Linked DNA regions of Zea mays: all the other regions are linked to region 1. A link is a contact called in public Hi-C data. All regions are on one chromosome and are shown on one strand. Each heading gives the region's core, a stretch centred on a gene start, on an enhancer-like site or on the middle of the called end of the contact. The rest is flanking DNA. Distances are from core to core; before and after follow the strand shown. Region 1 holds the start of LOC100284805 (10-deacetylbaccatin III 10-O-acetyltransferase). Region 2 holds the start of LOC100194347. Region 3 holds the start of LOC100233231.

What was found. Hi-C and Micro-C count contacts between places; a contact is called where the count stands out from the background.
Region 2: a contact with region 1 is called in a Hi-C map of endosperm, with 2.4 times the contacts expected there. The contact joins the promoter of LOC100194347 here to the promoter of LOC100284805 in region 1. A contact is called at or near these places in 5 of 25 Hi-C or Micro-C datasets (ear, endosperm, leaf and 1 more).
Region 3: a Hi-C map of leaf shows a contact between it and region 1, with 6 times the contacts expected there. The contact joins the promoter of LOC100233231 here to the promoter of LOC100284805 in region 1. A contact is called at or near these places in 10 of 25 Hi-C or Micro-C datasets (bundle sheath, ear, endosperm and 3 more).

Annotation. Positions count from the first base shown.
Region 1 is chr8:147,058,819-147,062,582 of Zm-B73-REFERENCE-NAM-5.0, forward strand. It overlaps LOC100284805 (10-deacetylbaccatin III 10-O-acetyltransferase), which reads right to left and starts at 1,808. Exons shown (of 2, transcript NM_001157700.2): 1 at 1,083-1,808; 2 at 1-963. The coding sequence starts at 1,526. The coding sequence ends at 121. LOC100284134 (3-N-debenzoyl-2-deoxytaxol N-benzoyltransferase) reads right to left here. Exons shown (of 2, transcript NM_001157031.1): 2 at 2,054-3,065. The coding sequence ends at 2,223.
Region 2 is chr8:147,226,670-147,230,433 of Zm-B73-REFERENCE-NAM-5.0, forward strand. LOC100194347 reads left to right here and starts at 2,156. Exons shown (of 14, transcript NM_001359459.1): 1 at 2,156-2,760; 2 at 3,581-3,685. The coding sequence starts at 2,269.
Region 3 is chr8:146,919,789-146,923,552 of Zm-B73-REFERENCE-NAM-5.0, forward strand. LOC100233231 reads right to left here and starts at 1,721. Exons shown (of 20, transcript NM_001143882.1): 1 at 1,577-1,721; 2 at 987-1,183; 3 at 718-909; 4 at 571-625; 5 at 371-465; 6 at 50-239. The coding sequence starts at 1,721. It also overlaps the pseudogene LOC109941913.

The sequences.
Region 1 (3,764 bases), core at 558-3,057:
ACAATGCCGATGACAATTAATGAGCGTCTGACACCAATGAAGTATAGATAATATTGTAAAAGATGAGGTCCGAGTGTCCGACACCAATGAAGTATAGATAAAGCAAGACTAAACAACCATCTACGCGAATTTGGCGAGCTCCTCGGCGAACGCCGCAGCATGAGGTTCCTCGACGCAGCGAAGCATGAGCCGGATGCCGCGCTTGGGCGCGGGCGGTTTGAGGTAGATCACCGACGCGACGATGTTGACGTCGTCGTTGAGCGTGAAGACGTACCCCGGTTCGCCGAAGCCGTAGTCCACCTCGTTGAACCCGACGCGGCTCCAGTCCGACACCGTCACCGTGCCGTAGTCCAGCGGCACGTTGTAGTGGTCGTCCTTGGCGCCGCCGCGCATCCAGTCCGTGAACCGCGTGGTGAGCGCCTCCTTGGCCTCCCGCATCACGCCGACCACCTCCGGAAGCGACGCCTCACGGATCGCCTTGCTGGTCCGGGTGATGCCCACGGGGTACACGCAATTGCCGTAGTAGCCGTCCACCGACGGCAGCACGCCGTGGAGGAGGTGCCGCGTGCTGGCGGCGAAGCCGAGCCGGACCTCGGCGTCGTCGGGGAGCGCCATCGCCAGCGCGCGGCACTTGAACACCACCGCCGTGACAGCGTCGAAGGTGGAGCAGGTCTGCCCCGTCGCGTCCTTGAAGTCGTCCTTGATGCGCGCGATGCTCTCCGGCGAGATCTCGACCACCTGGGTCACGAAGCTGAACGCCGTGAACGACGGCGGGGGGCCGCGCGGCAGCTTAGGCGGGTCCGGGATCGCGTCGCGGTCCCAGACCGGCGCAACCGACGGCGCCGGCAGCCCCCGCGCCATCTCGCCGGCCGCCTTGAGGAACTGCGCCGCGCCCTGCCCGTCGAACACCAGGTGGCTGAAGCAGATCCCGACCGCGAACCCGCCGCAGGCGAACTTGGTCACCTGTAGAGCGCAAATTCTCAGCACCCAAAGACGTTCTCTACCCGGATCCGGCTATCGAGCGTATGAGATCTTGCTAGCTGTCGGATCAGACAAGGGGATCTGGAGGTGAGCGATCGAACCTGTGCCATGAGGACGAGGTCCTCGAGCTTCTCCTCGGGGGGAGGTCGCGGGAGGAGCTCCTCCTTGGGGATGAGCAGAGGGCGCTCGAGGTAGTTGACGTCGGCGAGCGCGCAGCTCGCAGCGGCCTCCACGAACCAGACGCCCTGCCCGGTGCACTCCACCACGGGCTCCCCGGGGCTGGCGTCCGCGATGCGGCCGGCCACCGGGTAGTACGGCACCAGCGCCTTCGCGAAGCCGTCGCGCATCGCGGCCACGGCGGCGTCTTTGTCCCCGCCTGCTCCTACGGCCGGGGGAAAAACCTGGATGAAATCCACCGACACGCGCACCGCCGCGGTCTTGTCGATGGAGGACAGTGGGAGGGTGCCGCCGGGTGTTGGCCCCACTGGCGCGACGAGCTCCGGAGCCGATTTCACGACGGTGGGGGCGGCGGCGACGGTAGACATGATGGCGTCGGCTGGTGTAGCGGAGCGGTGGGCGCGAGTTGGTGCTTGCGGTGCTCACCAGCAGCAGGTAAGTGGAGCGGAGGGTATTTCCAGCTGCGGCCTAGTTTGGCACGAGCTGTCGAGCTCAACGCTGGATTGGAGTTTGGAAGTCGTCGGGGTCTGTTAGGCGAATCTGATCTGAAACACAAGGCAAGTGGGTTTGGTTGGTGATGGTGGTGGCTTTGTGGCTCACATGGCATGATCGGTTGTTTCTGAACTTTGCAGCTCACAAATGTGGCACCCTGCTCAAGCTAAATGCTTTTTTTGGTCACGCCTGTTTCTTTATAGGTTAGTTCAGAGATTGGTCGCCCAAGAAGCTTCGTCCTACTGCTGATCAATCGTCAAACAGTACCCATTCAATCGATGTTCATCTGGAGCCTGGCTTTGTATAGACACAATTAAAACTCGACTCAAGAGCCGAGACCTCATGAACCTACATCAGGCCAACAAGTCTGAAATAATTTGTTTCAAATGGAACACTATTATTCTTTCACCACTGTCAATACTCACTCAATACATGTATAATGTAACGTGCTGAGATAACAGTACAGAGTATAAACACGTGCCAACCCTATCTTATTGCAAGCAAATTCCGGGGGCAGCAATTCGACACAACAAAATACAACAATCTCCACTGTGGGATGGAATACACTCGCTCTATGCGTGCTTCTGCAGCTCCTCGCTGAACACGGCAGAGTGCCGCCCTTCCACGCACTGCAGCACCAGCCTGATGCCCTGCTTCGGCTTGGGAGGCTTCAGGTACACAACGGAGGGAACGATGTTCACGTCGTCGTTCAGGGTGAACACGTAGCTTGGCTCACCGAACCCGTAGTCAACGTCGTTGAAACCCACGTGGCTCCAGTCGGTCACGACGAGGGTGCCGTAGTCCAGCGACACGTTGTAGTGGTTCTCCTTGGCGCCGCCGCTCAACCAGTCGAGGAACCTCGACGACAGAGCCTCCTTGGCCTCCCTGATCGCGGTCACGATCTCCACCAGTGAAGCTTCCTTCACCTCCTGGCTGGTCTTGGTGAGACCACCTGGGTACACACAGTTCCCGTAGTAGCCATCGACGGAGGGCAGCACATTGCTCAGCAGGTGGCGAGTGCTGGCTGCAAAGCCCAGGCGAACCTCAGCGTCAGGTGCGAAGTCGACTGCCAAGGCGCGACATTTGAAGATCATGGCGGTGACCACGTCGAAAGTGGAACACTTCTGGTTGGTTTCGCTTGCAACTTGATCCTTCACGCGCTTGATGCTGTCCAGAGCGATCTCGACGACTGATTTCTCGAAGTTGAATGCGGTGAATGACGGTGGCGGGCCTAGGGGTGGCTTAGGTGGGTTGGGGATGGCATCACGAGCCCAGATTGGCTTGATCGATGGCTCAGGGAGGCCCCTAGCCATCTCACCAACTGCTTTCAGAAATTGCGCAGCACCCTGCCCGTCGAACACCAAGTGACTGAAGCAAATGCCCACAGAAAACCCACCACATGTGAACTTTGTAACCTGAACGCAGGAAATAGCAGCGGGTTAATCAACTAAATAAAATGTAATTCGCTAATAGTCATCGCAGAGGTCATGTAGCAGATACAAATACGCACTGGGTGGTGAAGAGAGGAGTAAGTACTAAGCGCTCAAACTGAGGATGTGCGACCTTATATTTTAAGACAATGACCTGATCAAATAATGTACTGACCAACATGACATTTACTTTGTACGTTTCTGTTGGAGTTTATGGGCCAAGTCCTATTTATCTTTTTTTAACGTAGTGGTAGGAGCTCTGCCTCTCAATTAAAAAGAATGGAATTGATCCAGTTTAAAGGAAAATTAGGCCCAAAACCTACACAGAGCGCACGGTAGAAAAACTGGCGAAGGCCCTAACAAATCACCTAGACAACGGCAACCTCCCACACACAGACACATCTAGAGTCATCGTTGCCAAGCTCAAACACAAGGAACGAGCAGCTCCGACTTTCCTAGACGAGCCGCAAACTACCAAATCAACTCGACGACGCCTACATCCAGACACCGTCGCAAGGAATAAGATCATGTACATAGCTGGGTGGTAAGACCTTTAGGTGTTTGTAACAACCAGGGCTCAAACCTCGGTTAGCACAATGAAAGCCCCCCTTGCTATATGCTCCCCGTAGTCATGGGGCAGTATCTACCGGGGGCGAGTTCTAGGGTTCTTCATGGAGAAGAAGA
Region 2 (3,764 bases), core at 906-3,405, 170 kb after region 1:
GTACTATATTTAGAACCCTATACTTCGAGTTCTAAAGTGGTTTAACGAAATTTGATAAAACATGACCTTTGTTGCAGGCTGTTTTTCTCCCATAAGCCATATAATTCGAAATATCACCTCATTTAAGACCCTTGTTGAAGATGCTCCCGAATTTTTTGTTTTTTAGCCCCTTTCGTGACAAAAATTTACGTTTGGACCCCCAGAAATTTTATTTGCACGTTTGGACCCGATGCTCGGCGCTATAGGTTGTGGCGCCGAGGTAACACAGCTCGGCGCCACAGCCTATGGCGCCGAGCTGTGACGTGGCAGCAACGGCTGCTTACGCCTAGGGCTGACCTGGCACTGACGTGGTGGCGGCGCGGCCTCGTAGCTCGGCGCCACAGATCTTGGCGCCGAGCTACGAATTCCTATAAAAACGCCCGCAAAAGTAACATTCCCATAAGCATCTATCTCCACCCTTCCTCCATGGTATAGTGTTACTAGGCTGTCCATCTATTACAAAAATGGATTACTAACTCAATAATGGCTATATACTTAAGCCTACTAACTTACTAAGTAATAAATATATATTAACTAATAACTATATAGTAAATATTAAATGAACACATCAAACGAAATTACATAATATATAAATAATGTACGAAAACAATATATACCTGAGATCGCGTACGAGTCCAGCTAACGGTGGAGAAGGTCAAGTCGGACGAACACCTACGTACAAAAAAACCTATTGTCAATAAAAAATTTGGCAGCACCTCCCCTATAAAGTGATGTTTATAGAACCTGCGAATAAACGACAACACGATGGTTGCCAACACAGAAAACATGTAATATCAATGCGCTAAACAAAATGCTAACTATATAATCACTAAGAATTTACTAAACACTAACAATATACTAAGCAAGAAACTAGCTAACTATTTTAATAAACACTAACAACAAAATATCTAACTATTTACTAAACAATAAATAAGTGGATAGCTAACTAATTACTAAACACTAACAATAGCTAACAGTTTACTAACTAAGAAATTAAAAAAAATCGGGCGGCAGTGGGGGCGGGAGCTGCCGGGGCCGGAGCGGGCGAGCAGGCGCGGTGGCCGACCGTTGGCGAGCAGGCGCGGTGGCGAGCGCCGGTCCCGTGCGCGCGGCGGCCGGTCCTGGCGAGGTGGTCGACCGTTGGCGAGCGCCGGTGCCGTGGTTGGCCGGAGCTGGGCGGGCGGGCGAGCTCGGCGGCCCTCCGGAAGCCAAGAGGGCGGGTTGGCCGGAGCTGGGCGGGCGAGCGGGTTGGCCGGAGCTACGACGGCGGGTGGCGGCGATTTCCACTCGGGAACGGCGGCAGCGGGTTTGCGGTTGAAGTGAATTCAACAGAGAAGAAACGCGCAGAGAGAAAGGTGGTTTGCGGTTATTTCCTAGCTCGGCGCCAGGATTTGTGGCGCCGAGCTAGGTGCTACGCGGACTGCCACGTCACACAGCTTGGCGCCATAGGCTGTGGCGCCGAGCTGTGTTACCTCGGCGCCACAACCTATGGCGCCGAGCATCGGGTCCAAACGTGCAAATAAAATTTCTGGGGGTCCAAACGTAAATTTTTGTCACGAAAGGGGCTAAAAAACAAAAAATTCGGAAGATGCTCTTAGAGCATCTCTAAAACGTGACCTATAAAAATATCATATAATTTAAAAATTATTATATTTTATAGAATTTAGGGTATCAGCAAAACATTTTAAAGACTCAAATCTAGATTACAGGACAACTCACTATGTAGTATATTTGAGACACTCGAGAATGTGCTCTATAATTTTTTGGACCAAATTTTATAAAATAAGACACTGTTGAAGTAGTTTTTGCTTTAAAGGGCTCCACATTTCAATTTAAGGCAACTGTTCGATAAATTATTGGAGATGTTCTTACACTCTGTTCGCTGTCATTGACCAACCTCGCCACGCCTACCAAATGCCGCATCCCAGTCGTTCATCCTGGCCAAAACCACGTCGAACCAACGGCCCATATTTCGCAATCCCCTTCTCGTCCCCTTCGCGAAGAAGCATCATCCTCCATACATCCCCTCGTCCGCGGTCTCACATGGCAGTGGCATGAGCTGCTTCTCCCCGAAAAAAACGTTTAAATAAAAAACAAAACATAATTATAAACCAACACGCCTGCCACCGACCGATCAGACGACCCCTTCCAAGAGGAAATCCACCACCGCGGCCGGGGCCTCCCAGGAGATCTCGCCGGAGGCCGCGGCAGCGGCGGCGGTGGGGGGCGATGGCGCTCAACATGAAGACCCTGACGCAGGCGCTGGCGAAGGCGTCGGCTGTGATAGAGAAGACGGTGTCCACGACGGTGCAAGAGGTGACGGGCCCGCGCCCGTTGCAGGACTACGAGCTGCTGGATCAGGCCGGGTCCGGCGGGCCGGGGCTCGCGTGGCGGATCTACACGGCGCGACCGCGGGATGGCGCCCCCTCGGCGCCCTACCCCGTCGTCTCCGTCTGGGTGCTGGACAAGCGCGCCCTCGCTGAGGCGCGGGCGCGGGCGGGGATGTCGAAGGCGGCCGAGGACGCGTTCCTCGACCTCGTCCGCGCCGACGCGGCGCGGCTCGTGCGCCTGCGCCACCCGGGCGTGCTGCACGTCGTGCAGGCGCTCGACGAGACCAAGGCCGCCATGGCCATGGCCACTGAGCCCGTCTTCGCCTCCGTAGCTAACGCGCTCGGGTGCCTTGACAATGTTGGCAAGGTGCCCAAGGAGGTCAAGGGCATGGTACGACTGATCGTGTTTTTGTTTAACTCTGTGTGTCATCGACCTTTGGCAATTTATTTACTGCTAGGAAGGTTACAAGACTGATTAAAGGAAAGTTTTGTCGTGTTTTCCTACTTGTTACTTGTTGCTGCTGCATTCAAAACTGGCTAGCAAGTTAAGGCGATTAGGGTTGGTATGGGAGTGGAAAACTCGCTATTGTTTCTGGTTTTAGCTGTTCATGCCATTATTGATTAGCAAATGTCATAGAATTACAGAGGCATGATCTGAGAAGGTATCATTTATGTTTCTAATGCAGCATTTGGCAGTGTCACATCCAGAAAAGCTGCATAATGAGTGTATTTTTTTTTTTTGTACTTCTAACATTTTGCAACAAACCTTCCTTAAAAAATGGCATCCTTGTCATACCAATGTATCAAAATTTGTATGTTTCTCTAAGAGTTTACAATACATAGTTATTTTACTTCCTAAGTTATACACCACTGATTTGTAAAAACCCTCCAAGATTATCTGACCTCACATCTTACACTGTCCCTGCCACTGGCGTTTGGTAGGATTTCAGATAATCGGAATTGTATTCAAACATGAGGTTTGACTGTGAGATTCTTGCGATTTTCTACTGTAAAACTTTTAGTTTACAATCAGGTATCCTGTGGATTTGGAACTTTTCAGGCCATATAAGTGGTGATTGATGCCTGTAGATTCTTTGTTCCTTGCATTTCTGTGTATTGAGTGGTGCCTTAGTCATAGCAATAGTTTGGACAGCCAAAGCATGATCATATTTTTAATTCAGCAGTTTGCTAATTTCTTTCTTGTGTTTCAGGAAATGGGGCTACTTGAGATTAAACATGGGCTGCTACAAGTTGCAGAGACGTTGGATTTTCTTCATAACAATGCTCATCTTGCCCATCGAGCTATATCGCCTGAGGTTCCTCACACCACCATTCTTCTGCATTTATAATTTTCTGCTTGTTCCTTTTCTGTTATTGAGTATTGAGATAATTGAT
Region 3 (3,764 bases), core at 471-2,970, 140 kb before region 1:
AATCATAAATGGAAGTGCAGACTGACATTTAAATCCACCATATTTATACCATAAGGTGATGGAAATGATGCTTCACCAATGAGGGACTGTTCTAGATCAGGGTTCCCTTTATATTCACGGTAGCAGAAAATCTGGGCTTTCTCAATCTTCCATCGGATGCTCAGAAAGGCAACATAGTTTCTAAGAACCCAGCCAGGGCAATCTGAGCGGCATCCATGGTCATAAAATCCAAATAGCAGCTGCAACAAAAAAGCAATGAATTTACTCCACACAAAGATAGACATGAAGAAGGGTAAAAAACGGATATTCTTCTAAACGATTTATCAAACTTCAGCTAGTCTAGATGACCAAATGGATGGCACAAACATACCTTTTGATAGTTCCCCTGGCAAGCTTTCCATTCCTTAAGTTGTCTTATAGAGGCAGAGGAATCTGAGGATATACTAACCAGAAAGAATGGAATAACTGCAGAGATGTTAATCCATTGCAACAATGAATTAGAAAATCAGATCAACAGAACAAACTAATGTGTCAACCATATGCACTTGCTGTTAAGCATGGTTCTCAAACCTGTTGTTTCACTAGAAGTACGCCACTTTTGCAATGATGTATACATGGATGCTGCCTGCAGGAACAAATCAACAGATTTCAGAACCAACTGAGTAAATCAAACAAGGGAACTAGTGTTGTTGAATACTAGGTGCACATGAACATGACCTCTTCTTTGGTGAGCACTTTTGAGGCAGGTTGCAGGCTGAGCAAGGTGATTCTTGAGTTGAAAACCAATGAGGGGAATGCAACATTGTAATAGACCTTCCAATTCTTCAAATCAGCAAATGATGTCACAAGGAATCTAAGTAGAACAGAAGGATCCTCTTCTACTTTACCAGACACAATGTCATGCAAGATCTGGGCCCACATACAAATCAGAACCAGACAAGTAAAAGGAAATGTGTAAAAAATAGCAAAATCCATGGCAACCATACCTTCTTTGCTTCTGCTTTCAGAAGTTGTTCTCTATCTAGGTTTTCAAATCCCCTCATGTTATTAGTGTTTATGAGGGTCCCTGGAACTGGGCAATTGTTCCTGTCGCCAACAGAACTGTGAGATGGTGGCACCAATGATCCGGACCGTAGGTTGAAGAAGCTTGCCATCGGGCGACGCTGGCGCGGAGTATAATAACCTGATATTTCAAAAGAAACTGTCTAGCTCATCCATAGATCTCTAGTCTAGCTCACTGTCTATAAAATTAAAGAAAAACACAAAAACTGAAATTCTGTGTTGGGAATTTCTTCAGATGAATCTCAACAGTTCATCTTTCGAGTAAAAAAATCATTTTAAGAGTATACACAGCAGAGCGCAAAGAGTAATTAGCAATCATGCTCTGGCGAACCCACTCAACAACCAAACAAACTTGGATCGTGAGTTCGTGACCGGCAAGCAACTGAGGCGGGTTGGGCTCTACGGAATTACGTAAGCGGGGCGCGGAAATGTATGGGATCAGCTTTCATTCCCTGCCATAAATCGCGAATTCTACCAACAAACAGCGAGGAGAGGGGGTTGTGGGCGAGCGGACCGGTGATTGGGATGGGGGAGTCGTCGGTGCCGAGGACGTCGAGCTTGTGGCGGCGGAGCGCGTCCCAGAACCCCTCCTCCACTAAGCTCTGTATACGCTGAACCATCAGCTCCCGTGGGAAGCCCATCGCACCGGCACCCGCCATACCTCTCGTCTTCCGTCTTCCCTCCGCCGGCAAGGCGAGCGGCGCTACACTTCGTTTCTAGTTTTTATTTTCTAGTTTGCCCCCCGGGTTCGGAGGAAGACTATCCTTTGGAGATTGGAAGTTGCTTTGGCGTGTATACAACTCAGAAACGTTCCGTGAAGTCGTAAAAGACCACGAAGGCAGACCGTGGGGAGATTATTTACGCTGCTAATAAATTTGATAATAAATTTCACCTATAAAAGAATCATCACTACGCCGAAGTACCAAGGGTGTGTTTGGTTTGACTTTTGGCTTTGGCTTTTGCCCTCTAAAAGCCAAAAGCCAACCAAAGGGCTGGATCTAAGAAGCAGCTTTTTTTAAAAGCCGACTTTCTCGTAGTGCAAATCTGAAAGCACCCCTGGACCTGCTTTTAGTGGCTTTTCGGATGAAACTGTGAAAACATATATCGAAGAATTTTTGACGACTTTTATTGGTTTCCACCAAACGGTTTTTAGCTGTTTAACAGTTTACAGCCTACAGCAGCTTTTTCCACAGCTCACAGCCCACAGCAACTTTTTTCACAGCCACAGCCCAACCAAACAGACTCCAAGAATACTAGAGAATTCAGAGTCAGATAGAAACGTAGGTCGACGAACACTCATATTTATACTAATATATATACTAGTACGATGCCCGTGCAATACGACGGCATTCAATCAGGCACATGTTAATTTTCAATTATTTATACTTGCATATCACACGGACGTTTGGAAGCTTTGTTTACATGTTGCTTTTAGTATAACTAAAACGAGCTAGGACTATTTAAGTAAAACTTATTAGGATAACGAGGTGCAAAAAAATCTAAATCTTTGTTTCTTATCGTAAGCTCTGAAATGTTGTAAGGCTACATCGTTTTGAACAAAATTTAAGTTAAATTTATAAAACTTTTAACGCAAATAACTATTTTGTTATTTAGTTTTCAACTCTAGGAGCCATTTGCACCAATTTGTCTTTAAAATAATTTTACAAAAGTATAAATAAACTAAGATTTCTTTTTTGAAAAATTTATAAAAAGTGTGAAGTCTATATTTTGAATATTGTGTCGTTGTTCTAAACGACTTATAACATAGACATGGGGTGAGCAATTGATTAGGCTATGATTGGGTGTCGAACTTTCCATTATTAACCAATGGTGTTGTTGTCAACATTCGTTGAACAACCATTTTTATGTCGAGGACTCGAGCGGTGGGAGCTGTTGGTGGGCGTCAACCAATATGAAAAGGGCACTCCTCAAATACGAAAACGATGCCAAATCCTCATATAGCCAAATAGGAATAACAACCGTGCAAAGAGAGACCGGCAGAGGAGGTGAAATTTCCCCGCTTCCTCGTTTCACGAAATGGAAGCCTGGCGTCCCCGATTTACTTAGCCACACGAGTTAAAACGCCGCGAGGAGCACGAAAACACGCCCCGCCGCTAATCCTATCTCGTGTTTCTCTTGTAACACTCCGTTCAATCCCTGGACCGGCGGTACTTACTCCTGACAGCTCTCTAAGATCATATAACATCCTCATAGACCAACACAAGTCTTTTGTGCGCACTTTGTCCCCACTCATACGCACCCGAGAAAACTTCCCGGACGGTCACCCAACTCAAATTGCTCCAAGCCAAGCACGCTTAACTTGGAGGTTCTTTCGAGATAGTCTTCCAAAAAAGAAGATGCACCTTGTTGATATGATTACACTGTTAATTCTATTAAGCCTTGGGCCAGGAATCACCATCCCAGGGGCCAGGATATCACAATCCACCCCCTTTAGAAGACCGACGTCCTCGTCGATCATCCCCAATCCAGGAACCTCCCCTCTTAGCCACGTATGTGTGTCTAGTGTCGTCATATGTCATGCCATGTGACCAATCCGGGCCCACATGCGCCATGTGCCATATACCCGAACCCCCTAGCCCACACACGCCCGTGAAACCTCGAGATTCGGCTCTGATACCACTTGTAACACCCCATCCAATCTCTGGACCAACGGTACTTACTCCTGGCAGCTCTCTAGGATC